Regions from separate parts of the Gossypium hirsutum genome. Here region 1 is linked to region 2. Evidence: chromatin contacts called from public Hi-C data. All regions are on one chromosome and are shown on one strand. The core of a region is the stretch at or near the end of the contact, and the rest is flanking DNA. Distances in the headings are between cores, read along the strand shown.

Region 1 (3,722 bases), core at 344-2,843, 290 kb before region 2:
TAAAGTTATGAAAATTTTTCTGGGTCATTTTTGTGGCCAATGTAGCTTTCAGAATTCGGCCGTACGATTGGGTCGGGTTTAAGGCGTTACATCTTCAATATTCATACACTCGAATAAGGAAAGTAGAACTCAATTGGTACTACTCTTTTGAAATAATCTAAAAATAGAATTAACTTGAAAAAATCACACTAGAATAAATTCCTAGGAAAGTTTGGAGGGATCACAGATGGTCCCAGTTAAAACTCAAACTTCTAGACAGAATTTCCTCTAATGCAATATAAGAAGAATTCTAAAGTTTTAGAAAGAATGAAAGAGAGTCGAGAGAGAGTAGAAGAAGCTTTATTTTTTAGTTGTGTATTAAATGAAGGAAAAATGCCTCCTATTTATAAGATTTTAGAAAAATATTTAGCAGGAACAAAATGATAATATTTTCATGTAACGGTTAGAAAAATATTTAATATTTTTGAAACTATAAAAAACACTTTGTAACTATTGGAAATAATAATTTGTAACTGCTGGAATAAATTTACATTACTAACAACGTTAAAGTCTTAGGTGACCTTAGAAAGGATATTAAAACTTGGTTTAGTTGTCTTGATTACCTTAATGCTACTTGCATATTATGCATTGCTAGATTGAGTATAGTCACATACAAGGTCTATTTTCTCTAATTCTTTCTAACTATATAAATTATTGTTGTTGTTATGTTTTATTAAGCATATTGAATTTCGACTTTATTCATCAAAACCTGTTATTTTAATTGTATATATTGATATTTTCAGTTGTCAATTTTAGTTAAAAATTCCCTTGGTTGCATTTGCATTAATGTCTAATTTTACTTAAGGGCAAGCAAAAAACTAATTGTAGGGTTATGATGAGTGATCATCATGATTATATTTTATGCCTCTTTTACTTAGCTTTTGTTTGTTTCTTAAGTGAAATTACATGCATTTATAGCTTTTTAGTGGAATTTGCATATCATGTGTACATTTTGTATTCTTTGAATTTTAGCTAATAATCCCCCCATCCATCTCCTCCTCCCGCATTCCTCGTCCCTCTCCTCTCCCTCTCTCTCCTCCTTTCCATTTTATCCCTGCTACAATCTCACCCTCTTGCTGTCACTCCCTCTCCTCCCTTTCTCTTTCATTCTTTCAAATATGACAAGTTTGGTGATTGTGGAAAAAAATTGAGAAAAAAAATTGAAAAAAAGGAAAAAAAAATTAAAAAGAAAACAATAAATAAATAAAAAGATGTCATGTGTCCTAATTTGATTAGTTTTAACTTTTTTTAATGGAGTGTAATGGTAGGACCTACATTAATTATGAAATTATAGTTTAGGTATTTGATTCAATTAAAAAATTACATTTAAATAAATTAGATAAATGGCATAATTTGAACACCTTAATTCAATTAAACTTTTTTAATAAGATAACAATTAAATCAAAAGTGATACCTAAAGTTAAAATATCACTTAATATAAAAAAATTTCTAAATAAAAAGTGCTATAATTAAAAATTAATCTCTTAAAAAAATTAATTTTTCATTTAAGCTTAATAATATTAAAATAAATAAATAACCATCAACGGAGAAAGCGAGTAGCCCACGGTAATTGCCTAATTGGTAACTGAAGAGGAGAAATGTGAATGCCTATTTTTTTTTTCATTTTTTCATTTTTGATTTTGACCTTTCATCTGCTTCTTCTTCTAGGGAAAGGGGGAGAAAGACGCCTCTTCTTAGCTCGAATCCCTCCAAATCCAAATCTAAATCCAAGTTCCTCTCCTCAATCTAATTGCATAGCATACTGAAGTTAGAGTAACCATGTACGTTGAACATGCCTTCTCGATATCCGACGAGGATATCATGATGGACACTCCCCACGCCATTAACAATCGGCCTCCGTACAAGGAGATCGGCCTCGCTGTCGCTCTTCTCGTCTTTGGCACCCTTGGGATCATCCTGGGTATTTTCATGGCCGTCAACAAAGTCGGCGGTGACCGCGCCCATGGTTCTGTTTCTTTCTTAAAAGATAAATTGAATTTCATTCAAGCTAGGCCAATTAGCTGATCTCTGGGTTACTATTTGTTTCTTTCAGGGCTTTTCTTTGCAATACTCGGATCCATTTTGTTCATTCCAGGCTTCTATTATACAAGGATTGCATATTATGCATTTAAGGGATACAAAGGCTTCTCCTTCTCCAACATTCCCCCTGTCTAGAGCCCTTCTCCTTCAACTTCTCTGCCCTATGTACAGATCCTCTTTCATTTATTTACTTTCTTTTGAATGTTTTGTTCCTGCGGACTCCAGTTCTTTTCTTGACTTCACTTTTGTATGTTATTTGTTTCATAGTGCAATTCTGACCAGTATTCCTGTTTGTTGTGGTTGTTTTATGAAATAATATCTAATCTTCCCATTTACTGTTTCTTAATATTACAAATCAGTCTCAATGTTTATTTCTTTAACCCAGCTATCTCTTAAGGCTTACCTTACCCTGTGCTGTTATATTGATCTCATGTACTTGAAGAAGTCCTTTCATTAATAGTTTTAGCATATGTTATTGGCTAGAGGTTTGTCATTGTTTGAAAGAGTAGATGGAGAGGCTATTAAGGATTGTATTTGCTCTGCTTGCGTGATTAGTGCATGTAATTCGGCAGCATGTTTGACTTTTTTATCTGTGTTTTTACCAAACTGTTGTATGATTCGGTGATATTTGTACTAACAAGTTAAATATGTACACTTTCATGTAAAGGATCAGTGGGCATGTGGTGTGGTTTACGACAGTGAACAACAGCATTAGAAAGAGTTAGGGCTGAAACATGAATAGAAAGTTGGAACTAGAAAACGTATGGTTATAGAAAACCTGTAATTTCTTTATATTAATTCAAAGAAACTAATATGAATAATAATGTTGTCTGTAAAGCTTACAACTAATTTATATAGGCTTTCTTTCTTGCAAGTAAAGTCACTGGCTTTCTTGCAAATAGAGTTTTAGATAACTAATAACCTTAGCTGTCCATAATATACCTAATACATAATAAATAAATTTGAAATAATAAAATATGAAAAAGCTCCCATGTCTCCCCAGCTTCAGCTTGTAAAACTCAACTCCTATGAGAAAACTTTCACTGCTTCAACATAAATTTCTCGATCAATTCCAACTCATACTCATCTTAAAAATGTGTTGGTTAAAATGCTTCTGTTGCTTTTCATTTGTTAAATTGATGCAGAATTGCTCAAAGTTGGTTGTCTTAAAACTCTCAAATTCATAAATATAAAGAACACTGATCAAGGGATTTGATTCTATATCTTGATCAATAGCAATATTTATTTTCCACAAGCAAGTCAAATAATTTTGAACGAACAAATTTGGCTAAAGCATCTCTACTAGGAGTTTATGAGCATTTGGATCCAGTGATTTGAAGTGGTCTCATCACGAGTCACAAGAACACATTTACATAAGGACTCTCTTCTAGAGTCTTCTCGGCGCATGTAAAAAGTTATACAGCACCTTTTAGATGGACCCAAGATTTATCATCCTTTGGTTCAAAAGCATCTGTTTCTTGTCCCTAGCAAACTCAATATATCCTAAATGTAGAATTGCAACTCCACATTCTCCCCTTTGATCAAATTGAATTTTAATTAATTTTCCAAAGCGACTTGAGTTGTCTCTGACAGTCTTTGCATTGCCAAATATTTCTAGAACAGGATTAGATTCCAAGATCTTC
Region 2 (4,035 bases), core at 112-2,611:
TCTTGAAGAATGGTGATGCAGGATTTGTTAAGATGGTTCCCACCAAACCCATGGTTGTGGAAACCTTCGCTGAGTATCCCCCACTGGGTCGTTTTGCTATGAGGGACATGAGGCAGACTGTTGCTGTCGGCGTTATCGAGAGCGTGGAGAAGAAAGATCCATCTGGAGCCAAGGTGACCAAGTCTGCTGCCAAGAAGGGTGGCAAGTGAACCGTGCGGATTTTAGTTGATCCAACCAAACTATATCATTACAACATAACTTTTGTTATGTCCATCATAGTCAGTTGTTTCAATAGTTATAGTTTCAAGTCATCACCGTCGAGGATATTGTTCGCAGAACTGGGTTCTTGATAGGCGGTGGTGAGTCCGTTGTGTAGTTTCAAACTCTTTAAAATGTGTCCATGTTAAATACAGGAGATTTTAGGTGGATTCCTGGACTCTTATTGGCTTTGAATGTTTGTTATACCTAGCATTTTGATATCTAAACTTTGGTTTGTTTTAATGCACATTTATTTAGTAAAAAATGTGTAATAAATATTAATTGATAGATTAAACTTGACTGATAAATACAGGTATTAGAGTTTTGGTTTGGATTTTGGCACATTTCTTTGTTTTGGAGATGGAGATAAATATTATTTTCTTCTCATTTTCTTGGTTTTATATTAAAGGTTTGGACTTGCATCCAAATAACTTTGATTATTCTAATTTTACTACTCATTCATTTAAATTTTTTAATTTGAAATTTTATATTCCCAAAAGGTTTAAAAATTATGAAATTATTAAATACATAAATACCCTTATAATAAAAATATAATTTTTATTTTTTAATTAATTTCGAGTTGAACTGATATATAATTAAGAGTTTAATGATTAGACTTAAAATATATAATTTAATGAGGCTAAAATATGTCATACCTTCTTATACTTTTTTACAAATTTAAAATTTAATCTTTGTAATTTTTATTTTTAGTAATTTAGTCCATCTATTTTTAAGATTTCAAAATTCAAGTTCAATTTTAATATTGTTAAATTTCTTTTGTTAAATTTGTTGTAATGGCATTTTGAAATAAAAAAAAAACTCACTTGTGTAATATAACTAAACAAACGACATTGTAATGAACCTAAAATTAATAATATAATTTTAATAGTGTTAAGAGTTGAACTTAAATTTTGTTTAAAATCTGAAAAGTATAGAAACTAAGTTACTAAAAGCAAAAGTATAAAGACTAAATTTCAAACTTATGAATAGTACAGGGACTTATGACAAAGTTTTACCAATTTAACCACATTTACATTAATAATTGATTGTACGACAAGATCATAATATTTGTGATGTAACAGAATACAAAGGAAAACGACATCGTTTCCCTCTGGTGGAGACAAAAAAACCATAAGAGCCGAGCACGCATCGCACCCAGAGCAGTAGAAACGCGACGGCCGAATAGTCCTTTGAAACTTGAAAGCGAAACTCTCCCTTCAATCATTTTTCATTTCCCATTTCCTTTATAAGCGGTTTTTCATTTCCTTAATTGAACTCCCCCTCTTCTCTGGTAGCTTTTTCTCTCTACGTTTCTACGTTTTCTTATGTTTATCCGTACCTTTTATACGTATTTGAATGTGTTTCCACTTGTTCTTCTCTTTCATGTCTTCAAATCATTCTTTTTTTGGAAGTTTGATTAGTTTTTGTGCTCTTTTGGGGTTGATCTGATAATGGGGTTTACTTGAAAACCTTTGGTTTTTTATCTTTATGTTGAACCCCTCCAAAAGGGAAAAAAAAAAGGGGTTAAAATGTCCCCCTTTTTTGGGGGTTACTTTTTACTTGTTTAGTGTTTCTGTTTTAAAGAACATCAATCTTTCTTCTAATTCTTTTTAGTGGGGGGTATTGAAGTTGAAATGTAAGACCTATAGACTTGACTGAATGAGTTTGAATAGGTGGATATGCATTAGGCTTTTTTGAATTTTGGGTTCTTGTTTTTCTTCATTTTAGGAATGATGGGGATGTTGAGAATTTTGAATTTTGATTGGCAAAATTGTGGGGAAGTTTGCTTTTTTATCTAATGGCTATACAAATTCGAAAATGGTGTTTCCTATGATAATTGTAAGAATTTTGAATTTTTTGTCCTTCAAAACTATAGTGATATAAGTCCTGTATAGTTTTTCCTCAAATTTTCCTGTTTCCTTTTGGTATTGCTGCTGTATGTATTCTCATTGTACTTCCATGATTGCATATGTTTCTACTGGTATATGCTTATGATCTAATAGTTACATGGCATTCATTAGTTTTTCGTCTTCCATTTTATGGTTAGATGGAACAGGTAATGGCATCAATTCCTGATTTTGAAATTGCTGAAACTGGAATTTCGAAAGATAATAGTGCGGAAGCGGAGCAGTTCAAAATCCGGGTTGATGAAATCTTTCAAAAGGTTGACGAGGTAAGTGATAAATTAGGACTTTGTGACATCTCTTTCCTCTTGAGTTTATTTAATGGTTTACAGTTAAAAGATGGACTACTAAAAATAATTGTATAATTGCACTTGTTTGTATCTGTTTTACTGTTATGTAGGAGTATAACCTTCAAAATAGAAGTATATAATGAATAGGGTAGGGAATGTACTTTTATATTGCATATAATATGGTACCGTATTAGCTTCTATTGACTATTTCCATAAATTTTGTAAATACAATGCTGATCTTAGTGCTTTAGTTCCAAAAAGGAAAAAGCATGCTGCTTCTGGATTCTCAGTTTCTGGATTTTTTAATTTAAATTGAACTATTGGTTAATTTTTTTTCCTTCTTTTAGCTTGAGCAAAAGGTGAATGAAGTGGAACAATTCAACTTGAATTCAAGTAAAAAGCAACAGAGCAGTTCTAAAGGAAGCTCCATGGGAAAGGAACGAGATAAGGGAAGACAAGTTCCAAGCATTAAAAAGCAGCAACAAGATGCGTCGCGACGGGAAGCTGCTGCTGCAAAGAGAATGCAAGAGCTTATGCGCCAATTTGGCACAATAGTGCGTCAGGTAACCACTTATTCTCTGCAAGTGCTTGTTTGATTTCAGTTACCTTATGCCGTAAATGTTATCTTAATCAAAATGATCTTGGCTTTTAAGCCTTTTGCCTAGCATATACTTCATTGGTAGCCAGGCTGCTTTAAGTCTTTGAGGTCTTCAATCAAGCTAAACATTGGTAATGAGTGAATTAGAAATTATAGCAGTTATTTGAAGTTTGTTTCGAGCATTTATAATTAATTTAGACTTTTGGTTTAAGATTCTTGAAAACTCCATTACCATCTTCATATCTGGTTCGATTAAACTAACTAAGCATTTCATACAAGGGTGATATGATATTTCAAACATGATCTTTTTCCAATTTCATGACATTTTTATTTGCTGATGTAATTGTTGCTGTTATTCTGAGTTATATCATGCAACATAGAGGAATATGTTGTGATATATATTGAAGACTGCTGGTCATGCTTCTACCAGTTGAATAACAACCGCTCTGTGCCACTGCCCACATCCACCCCGCCAAGATTATATAAAAGGAGCTAAACTGTAAATGTGGAAATGTGCTTGTTAACCCTATTATGTGATAGGTTGGAAGTAAATGCTTTTGATGTGTGTGTGGTTTCCCTTTCAGATTACACAGCACAAGTGGGCATGGCCGTTTATGCAACCTGTAGACGTCAAAGGTCTTGGTTTACATGATTACTATGAGGTAATTGTATTGCTTTTTTTTTTCCCTTCATTTTTCCAGAATACATGCTTTTAACTTCTTACTTTTCTGGTTTGAGCTTAGGGATGAGCATAATCTATGAATTTGAATGGTATTTGACATGTTTTTTGACACAAGACTGTTATAACTTGAGCCATTTTTAAAGGCATGCGGCGCTTGCACCTGCATTTCTTGACCATATCAACTTCTTTTCAAGCAATATTGAAAGATGAGGCCCATTCTATCATCATGACAAATAAGAATATTATTTCATTATGGACTTTACCTCTGCTTATGTGATAAAGATGTATAAACTGGATCATCAT

What was found. A called contact is a pair of places that touch in the nucleus more often than the background predicts.
Region 1: a Hi-C map of leaf shows a contact between it and region 2, with 1.8 times the contacts expected there. The contact joins the promoter of LOC107899455 here to the promoter of LOC107899451 in region 2. A contact is called at or near these places in 3 of 34 Hi-C or Micro-C datasets (anther, callus and leaf).

The regions. Positions count from the first base shown.
Region 1 is chrD04:19,000,337-19,004,058 of Gossypium_hirsutum_v2.1, reverse strand. It overlaps LOC107899455 (transmembrane protein 230), which reads left to right and starts at 1,593. Exons shown (of 2, transcript XM_041092096.1): 1 at 1,593-2,005; 2 at 2,093-2,414. The coding sequence starts at 1,819. The coding sequence ends at 2,214.
Region 2 is chrD04:18,705,044-18,709,078 of Gossypium_hirsutum_v2.1, reverse strand. LOC107899451 (transcription factor GTE6) reads left to right here and starts at 1,361. Exons shown (of 9, transcript XM_016825176.2): 1 at 1,361-1,549; 2 at 2,306-2,431; 3 at 2,800-3,015; 4 at 3,635-3,712. The coding sequence starts at 2,306. It also overlaps the pseudogene LOC107899452.